Regions from separate parts of the Ovis aries genome. Here region 2 is linked to region 1. Evidence: chromatin contacts called from public Hi-C data. All regions are on one chromosome and are shown on one strand. Each heading gives the region's core, a stretch centred on a gene start, on an enhancer-like site or on the middle of the called end of the contact. The rest is flanking DNA. Distances are from core to core; before and after follow the strand shown.

Region 1 (4,665 bases), core at 1,588-4,087:
CCTTGTTAAAAGGCAGGTTCTGACCCTGCAGAAGCTTAGAGTAGCTCTCTTTGCTGGGACTATGATGGGACGCACATTAAAACCATAAAGAGACAAAATTAGCCCTAACATATTTTAATTCCATATACCATCAGCACTGTATATCCACCGATGCAGAGGGCTGACTGGGGCTGCATCATTTTATATAAAGGGCTTGAGCATCTCTGGAGTTCTGGTATCTGTAGGGGGCTCCTGGGGGGCTTCCCCAGTGGCTCAGAGGTAAAGAATGTGCCTGGAATCAACCTCCCATGGACACTGAGGGATAACTATATTCTAAATAGTATCATTGCAATATGTAATCAGTGTAAAAATTAACAGTGGGATATTCTACTTTATTTTTGTACCAAGTCTTGGAAAGGCAGCATGTGTCTTCCTCATGCAGCCCTTCTCAGTTGGCCTCAGACTGGTCCAGTGTGCTTCAGAGTCAGAAAGGTGTCTTTCCCAAGGTCACTGTCTCCTCACACTTGCCACTCTTGTTGGTTTCTCATTCTTGCACTCAGCCAGCCCTTGGTTTGAACCCCCACCACTGGGCAGCAAAGCTGAGCACCTGTCAGCCTAAAACCTCCCCTGTGAGCATCAGGTCTGTGTATCCAGGGCCAATACCCTCCACCCCAGAAGCCACAGCCCCCTCACTGAGCGAGAACGAGCCAGAACACAGCTCCAAACCTTCCTTCACTTCAGTGGGGAGCTTGGCTTCTGCCCCGGGGATCGGGCCAGGAACGGGGAGCCATCTTCCACTGCTCACTTCCCCCAGGCCAGCCCTTTGCTTCCACTTCCTAACTCTCCTTCTGAACAGGATTTCATTAGAAAATTAAAGTGGAAATAAGAATTCATCATACAGAATGCACCTAATAGGGTACAGCCAAAGCAGTGTTCAGAGAGACCGCTAGCCTCGGTGCTCATGTTGGAAAAGATGAGTTCAAGATGAGTGACATGAAGAACCTACAAGAGCAGAGAGTCATATGGAAGAAAGGGAGGAATCTGAATGAGAGCGTAATCAATGAGCAAGAAAGCAAGCGATAGGGGAAGTGAACAAAATCGAAAACTTTCCTGGAAAGCATCAACGAAATTGAGAACTCCCCTGTACTTAGATTGATCAAGTGAAAAGGAACACAGATTACCAACATTAGGAACTAAAATGGGAATACCACTGCAGGTGCTACAGACATTGAAAGAATGGGGCATAAACAATTTTATCCCAGTAATTGAACAACTTAGCTGAGATGAACAAAGTTTTTGAGAAATACAACTTAGCAAAACTGACTTAAGATGAAAGTTCCCGTCGTTCCCTCATTGAGTTGTGTCCAACTCTTTACGACCCCATGAACTGTAGCCCACCAGGCTCCTCTGTCCTACACTATCTCCCAGAGTTTGCTCAGATTCATGTCCATTGAGTCAGTGATGCTGTCTAACCGTCTCATCCTCTGCCATCCCCCTCCTCCTGCCTTCAGTCTTTCCCAGCATCAGGGTCTTTTCCCCTGAGTCAGCACTTCACATTAGCGGGTCAAAGTATTGGAGCTTCAGCATCAATCCTTCCAATGAATATTCAGGGTTGATTTCCTTTAGGATTGACTGGTTTGATCTCCTTGCTATCCAAGGGACTCTCAAAGAGTCTTTTCCAGCACCTCAGTTTTCAGTGCTCAGCCTTGTGTTACAGCTCTCACATCCACACATGACTGCTGGAAAACCGTAGCTTTGATTATATGGACCTTTGTTGACAAAGTGATGTCTCTGCTTTTTAGTACATGGTCTAGGTCTGTCATAGCTTTCCTTCCAAGGAGCAAGCGTCTTAAAATTTCATGGCTGCAGTCACCATCCACAGTGATTTTGGAGCCCAAGAAAATAAAATCTCTGCTTCTACTTTTTTCTGTTCTATTTGCCATGAAGTGATGGGACCGGATGCCATTATCTTAGTTTTTTGAACATTGAGTTTCAAGCCACTCTCCTCTTTTGCTTTCATCAAGAGATTCTTTAGTTCCTCTTCACTTTCTGCCATTAGACTGGTATCATCTGCATATCTGAGGTTGTTGATATTTCTCCCAGTGATCTTCATTCCAGCTTGTGATTCATCAAGCCTGGCATTTCGCATGATGTACTCTGCATAGAAGTTGAAAAAGCAGAGAGACAATATACAGCCTTGTCATACTCTCTACCACTGAGCCACCAGGGAAGCCCTGAGATTAAATAGATGATCTGAATAGTCATGTGTCTGACTTTGTAACTGGATGTCCTTGTCTACCACTCACTGCTAGCCCACCACCTCTTACCAGCAAAGAAAAGCTGACCTTTCACAGCCGGCCCAGGCACTGTCTCCAGTGACCACACCTGTGAGGCAGAATATTGCTAGTACCATTTTTCAGAGGAGGATATGGAAACCAAAGAAAAAAAGCATCTGAGTAACTTGTCTGAGACAAGCAGGGAAAGTGATGGAGCCAGGGTTCAAACCAGGTGGCTCAACTCCAGAATCTGTGCCCTTGACCCTGACCTTTCCCTGGAAGACAGCCAGCTTCAGTTTTCCTGCCCATCTGCAGGTGGTGAGGTCCCTCTAAAGGCCCATTTGAGCATGCCCTTCCCTTGCTGAAAGCACCCTGGAAGTTCCCCTCCACCCTCAGGAAGTCTGGGTTCCTAGACATGCCCCACAGGGGCCTTTGTGGTCTGAGTTCTCCCTCCTCCCCGACCTGCCTGCTTTCCACCCCTCCCCTGCTCCCATGCCCCTCTCTTGGGCTCACCCCTCTGTGGTGTGGGGATTGCCCGTTTCTTCTCTGCACCCCCGAGCAGGCCTGGTAACTGCGAACCTGGCAGAGGGCTGGGCCCCGGAAGCTTAGTCAACACAGGGAGTGAGACAGAGCGGGGCAGAGTTCTGGATGCAATCTACACAGCCTGTCTGTGCTCTTCACCATCACATCGGTCTGCCAGGTCTATATTTGCCAGTGTAGGGGTTTTCTAATCGCAATTTTTCACACTGGGCTTGGTAGAGTCCTTCCAGAATATTCCCTCGCCCTCTGGAGGATGAATGTCGTGGTGGGGAATGAGCTCTGGCACCTGCCAGCTGTGTGGCCTTGAGCAGGTGACTGCCCCTCAGTGCCTCAATTTTCTCATCTGTACAGTGGGACAGTGGCACTTCCTCAGAGTTTTGTGTGGGTCAGTTAAAGTTCAAACCACGCTGGGTCCTAGCTAACCGCTACAGTGCCTGGCTCCCATTAACACAGACGGTTTCTCCCACTTTCCCCTCTTCTGAGGCCTGGGCTGCAGCTTAGGGGGCGGCCGAGGTGGGCTTCCCTGGGACACTGCATCCTCACCCCACCTCATCGTGAGGTCCTCGTTGGCTCTGTGCTGGCCCCAGGCAAGTGCTCCTCCTTTCTGGGCCTATTTCCTCATCTGTAAAGTGGAGCTGTCCATACTGCATGCACACGTCCCAGGTCGTAGAGATGAGAAGCTGAGTTGATGTGCGCAGTTCCTGCTAGATAGGCACATATGCCGTTGTTACCGCAGTCACTGCTTTATCATTATCTCTCATAGAATGGTTTCTCCCGCTTCCTGGGCACAGCCTGGACAGGCGAGTCTCGTCTTCGGCCTCCTTGGCGGGCTCACCTGGTCCCCTTGGGGGCAGCCATCCCGGCAGGACCCATGGGCAGAGTGTTTGGCCATTGCCTGGCTTTGGCGCAGCCGACCCCCACTCCAGATGTGGCCCTCACAGAAACCTAACGTGGGGGACTTGCTGGGGAGCCCTGTTGGGAGAAGGGTAGAGGGGAGTGGATGCCGAGGGCATAGCCCATTCGGTGTATACTTCTTCGGGCTTTGTTGTTGGTCCCTGTCTGGGCTCGATGACTGAGACACCTGCTGGAATTCCAGACGTGACATGAGTGGCGGGGGGATTTGGGGTGACAGCAGACCTGCCTGGAAACGGAAATGGGGCTGCTTTAGACCATCAGATCGGGGAGGCCTCACCCAGGAGGTGACCCAGCTTGAGGCCCAGGGACAGCTGACAAGGAGTGAGCTGACCAGAACCCCGGGGTGGGGGTGGCGTGGGGCCTGGGCAAGTGTGGCCACCACTCACTCGCAGAGGGGCCGCTGTGGGGTTTAGGCTGCACAGCGACTTGAGCTGAGGTATGTTTTTCAAAGCTCGCACTGGAGGGGGCCTGGGCAGGTGCAGGGAGGTGCTTGTGGCTTGACTCAGCTGGACAGGTGGGGACAGCAGTGGCGCAAGCTGAGTGGCTCAGCTAGAGAGTAGAGGCCAGGTGGAGCCCAGGGGACCCTGCTCTGAGCCCAGAGTCCACTGGCTTGACCGAGGGGGCAGGACCTGGTGCACCGCCCCTGCCCCTCAGCCAGAGGGCCCACACTCAGGCACAGCCAGGGTGTCATGTCACTCACGTGGCACTTGCTCACGTACCGCTCGTGTCCCCAGAGCCTGCTGGCCGTGTGTCTCTTTGGGTTGTGGCCTCAACACAGCCAGCATCTTCTGTACAATCTGTTGTGCGTCTCCATGCTTCACTCACTTAGCTGTCCACCCGGCCGAATCCCGGGGGAAGGATGTGAAACAGTGGGAGCGGAGGGCCAGCCTCCGAGGGCAGCAGCCTGCTTCCTGACCCTGTGCTGGCTGTGGGACCCTTCATTATTGTGCCAGGC
Region 2 (4,665 bases), core at 1,127-3,626, 62 kb before region 1:
GCTCCTGGGCCTGGCACCCCCCACACCTGCACTCGCCTGAGTGCACACCTGCACACGTGTCTGAACACGTCTGTGCACACCTGCACACCCCCCATGCTCTTCTCATTTGGCTGTGGCATCTTTCCCGACAGGCTACCAAAGCTGAGGTCACAGGAGAAAGTGAAGAGGCAGGTTTCAAAAGGCGTTGCAAGGCAGGGGAAGAGCCTGGTGTGACCTCAATGGGGGTTGGTAAGGACTGCGCCAAGTCAGACCAGGAGCCCACTTGTAGGGGGTGGCCATTCCACACAGCACCAACTGACCATCACCCTGCAGAACTGACCAGCCTGACACATCCGATCCTCCAAGAGAAGCTGCAAGCCTGGCCCTGGGGGTGAAGATTCCATTTTTAGAAACATCCTGCCAGCCAGGCAAAATGTGTCTGTGAGCTGGATGTGGCCTGAGGAGCCCTGGAGTGTGACGTCTGTTTCAGGTGGCATCCGGGTTCCATGTTTGCACTGACCACATCCTGAGCAGAGGGCCAGGCGACGTCATCCCCTGACCAGGCAGCCTACTGGATGACAATGATGGTGCAGATAAAGGCCTCACCTGTCCTAGGGCCTGGCACACAGTCAGTGCTCAATAAACCATTTCGTGTTTGAGAACATAGGCTCTGGATCTAGAAAGCCTGGGTTTATACCCAGATTATAGGTAGATTGCATCAAAAATGGCCACCTCAGAAGCCTCTGGTGGCTCCGTGGTAAAGAATCTGCCTGCCAATGCAGGAGACACAGGTTTGCTCCCTGATCCAGAAAGAGCCCACACGCCATTGAACAGCTAAGTCATGTGCCGCAACTACTGAGCCTGTGCTCTAAATCCCGGAAGCCACAACTACTGAGCACCAAAGGCCTGGATCCTACGCTCTGCAAAAGAGGAACCACTGCAGTGAGAAGCCCACGCACCGCAACTAGAGCAGCCCCACTCGCTGCAGCTGGAGAAAAGCCCAATAACAACGAAGACCCAGCACAGCCAAAAATAAACAAATATATAAAATTATTTTTAGAATGGCCAACCCAATATTTTCTATCCCCCATGTGCTTCCAGAACCTTGCAACCTGCCACGCACCGATGGTGGAGCCTCGTCCCCTCCCTTTGAAACTGGATGGGCCCCTGTGGCTGCCTCAGTGAGAAGAGCGGTCAGAAAGGATGCTTCAGCCTTCTGAGGCTCGGTTGTCAAGAGCCAGAGTCTCCACCTGGTTTTCTGTCTGCGCTCTGGATGCTTGCTCCTGACACCAGCCGCCACTCTGTGAGGAAGCCCAAGCAACATAGCGAGGCCAAACCTGGGAGATGACCTCAGCCCCAGCTCCTGCCAAGTGAGCAGTGACCAGCCTTGCCCAACAAGACTTGCCCAAACCGCAGATTCACAAACGCACACACAATTTAAAAATCAGTGCTGTTGTAGTTGTGTGCCGCTAAGTTTAGGTGGTTTGCTACTCAACAGCAGGGAGTTGAAAAGTGTCTGCTCCCTCAGGGACCTTGGACAAGTCACTTAGTACCTCTGTGCACGTTTCCACATCTGTGCGTGTGTGCATGCTAAGTCACTTCAGCTGTGTCCAACTCTGCAACCCTATGGATCATAGCCGGTCAGGCTCCTCTGTCCATGAGCTCCTCCAGGCAAGAATACTGGGGTCGGTTGCCATGCCCACCTCCAGGTGATCTTCCCGACCCAGGGATCAAACCTGCCTCTTACATCTCCTGCATTGGCAGGCAGTGCGAGAGGATAAACTGCCCTTATTTCCAGTGGCCTGGTTTGTGGTGACATCACAGCAGACAAAGGCTTGAAAGGCTTGTCCCCGCCCCCCTTGGACAAAGGCAGAAAGTCTTCACTGTTACTTGCCAAGCACCCGGATCTGCCCCTGGATTCCAGCTGGGTGAAAATGTTCACTTTAAAGTAATAATAAAATGAAATCCCACTTGCTGCAGGCCCACTGGCTCCTAACGGGATTCCTGGGATGGAACCTTCTAGCGAGCGTCTGCTCCTTGGCGGATAGGGCTGTTCTCGCGAGAGTTGGCATTGAGTGCTGGCACCACGGGCATAGGCGTGGAGAGGAGAAGACCACTCCCGGCCCCGCCCCCACCCCGGCCCAGGCACACACTGCTGCCGGCCGCTCTCCCCAGCTGCCCTGTGCCGAGCCCAGGTCCCCAGCTGGAAAGCTCAGCCAAGGCGTGGGCACGGCCCTGAGATCCCACATCACCCCCCAGGCTCTGCTTCCTGCGTTGCCTGGTGGAGGTAGGGGATTTGCATTTGCAGCCCAGCAGCCACCACCTGCCTTTCCAGAGCCGGCAGCTCTGAGGCTGTTCACCACTGCGGAGAGATGTTGCCAAGTGGAGCCCGGGGCAGGGCTGGGCTGCAGCTGTTCCGGGCCTTCTCCTCCAAAGCGTGGCCTTCAAGCCTTTGCTTCCTCCCTGCCTTCGGGAGTTTTGCCAAAGGCGTTTAAGCGAGGAGCCAGCCTCTCTCCCCACCCCCACCTTCCAGAACAGAAGCAGGGTTGTTCAATCCAAGGGGAGACAAAGACCCCCCAGAAGCCTTGGAGCCAGGCCCTGCTATGTGCCCAGGCTGTGTCCTCCAGCCTGTCTGTGAGCACATGTGCATGCCGCGTGGACACACATGTGGACACAGCACATGGGCCCACAGGAGCACACGTGCACAAGGAGATACAGGTGTGTCTGCAGGTTCATACATGTCTGCCTCCTCTTATGGACACGGAGGCCCATGAGGCACGTGCATTTGCTACTGTTTGCGCATGCAGGGCTGGAGTCAGGCATGTGAGTCTGAGTCCGGGCACCCATGTGTTTGTGAGCGTCTGGAAATATGTGTGGACGTCTATGTCTGAGTTGCAGCTGGGCCCGGGTAGGCGTGAGTGTGTGTGGGTGTATGTATGTGAGGGGGTGTTTGCATGTGCTTGGGTGTGTGTGTGAGAGTGTGTATATCCATGTGTGCTTGTGTGAGAGTGTGTGTTTGAGTGTGTGTGTGTATGTGAGAGTCTTGTGAGTATGTGTGTGCAGGTGTGCTCATGTTTACCTTGGCAGTTTCTACATTTGAAGTACACGTGTGGATTTGCGTGTGTCCTCTCCATACCCACGTGTGTGCTCGTGGGATGTGCAGGATGGAACAGCGTTAATGCGAGGGGGTGGGCAGAAGAAGTTGCACCTGCCAGGGGCGGGTCTTCCGAGGTGGGGAGTCTGTCCTGTGTTGCCATCGGAGGGCTGGTGTTGGGAGTGATCTGGACACAGCCTCTCCTCTCCTGCGCTGCCCTCCCAGGACAGGTGTTTCTCCAGTGGGTGCATAGATAGGGGTGGGGAGGTGGTCCCAGAGGCCAGCACCAGGTGAGAGCTCACTGGTCCCCCTGCAGAGGTCCCCCAAGCTCCCGGCATCTGTCTCTCTAGCTCAGGCCCAGGCTAGAGGAGAAGTGAGGTAGGTACAGAGAAAGAGGAAACCGAAAACCCCCTGGAGGAATGGAGCACGTGCATCTGAGAGCAACTTCTGAAGGGCTTGCTGCCCTGCCAGCGGCCCGAGTCCCTGCTGGTCCAGCCTGTTTCCTCCTCCAGGGCCCGAGTCCCGCCCCAGCCCCGGATAGAGGGAACAGCAGCCCTATTCACTGCCTGAACAGTCCCCATTACAAGCTTCCCTTGGAGGAACCTGAGGTCTTAATGCTGCCACTGCGAGAATGGGGTTAGGTCACCAGTAAGAGGAATTTGCGGCATTTGAGACAGGTCTAGCCTAGGCAATGGCACCTCACTCCAATACTCTTGCCTGGAGAGTCCCAGGGACGGAGGAGCCTGGTGGGCTGCCGTCTCTGAGGTCGCGCAGAGTCAGACACGACTGAAGCAACTTAGCAGCAGCAGCAGCAGCAGCCTAGAGCTGGGGAGGTGGGACAGAGCAGTGCCTGCAGGCCGGGTAGGCTGAGTCAGAAGGCTGCTGTGAAACCAAACAGGAGGGCTGCGGTGGGGATGGAGGGTTGTTTATTGAAAAACAACAAAAACAAAGGAGTTGTTGGTGCCTTAACGCTGTTTCTTGATCGCTGCTGATCAACCATCCTCAGCACGGGACATGGGCATCATGAGACCCCAGGTCTGGGCCGGACAGGCCTTCCCTGAGGTCTGAGGTGGGGGCTCAGCTCCAGAATAGTAGGGCATCGGCTGGGGGGGCTTCCAGAAGAAGAGCTTGAGACCATGGGGACCCCTCTACTTGCTTTCTTTCCACATCATGACCCATGTGCACCCAAAGGTGGCTGGGAACCCAGCGCTGTGACTGGGGCTCAAGAGCACTTGCCGAGAGCACCATCCCCAAATTTGCTCCACGTTTTCCCCACAAAGGTGCAGGGATGCAGGAATGGTCCTCCCTGGGCTGGGTGCTGTGTGACCAGTCAGTGTGGGACCCACCCTACTGCCCAGTCCATCCTCCGTCCTCAGCCACCTTGCCAAGGGGGAGACACCTTGACAGCTGCACCTGCCAGGCCCCCCGTCCACTGGCTTCTGCTCCAGCCGGCCAGCCAGGAGGGCGTCCCCTCCCAGTCCCCAGGGCTCACTGCACTTACTTTGGAGGTGAAGCCTCCCATTCCGGCCAGTTCCGGCTCCTCAGCACTGCTCTGCCTTGCCCGCATGTCTGTAAGTCATCTATTTACAAGT

The links. A called contact is a pair of places that touch in the nucleus more often than the background predicts.
Region 2: a Hi-C map of blood shows a contact between it and region 1, with 2.2 times the contacts expected there. The contact joins two enhancer-like sites. A contact is called at or near these places in 10 of 16 Hi-C or Micro-C datasets (blood, hypothalamus, liver and 4 more).

The regions. Positions count from the first base shown.
Region 1 is chr17:44,721,008-44,725,672 of ARS-UI_Ramb_v3.0, reverse strand. The region is part of intron 2 of FBRSL1 (fibrosin like 1); the gene reads left to right. Among named protein-coding and RNA genes, the nearest start is that of FBRSL1, 24 kb to the left of the region's middle. Within about 2 kb of position 2,837, at least 5 of the 54 cell types and tissues checked have an H3K27ac peak or open chromatin away from gene starts, as enhancers often do.
Region 2 is chr17:44,782,417-44,787,081 of ARS-UI_Ramb_v3.0, reverse strand. No RefSeq gene overlaps it. Among named protein-coding and RNA genes, the nearest start is that of FBRSL1, 37 kb to the right of the region's middle. Within about 2 kb of position 2,376, at least 12 of the 54 cell types and tissues checked have an H3K27ac peak or open chromatin away from gene starts, as enhancers often do.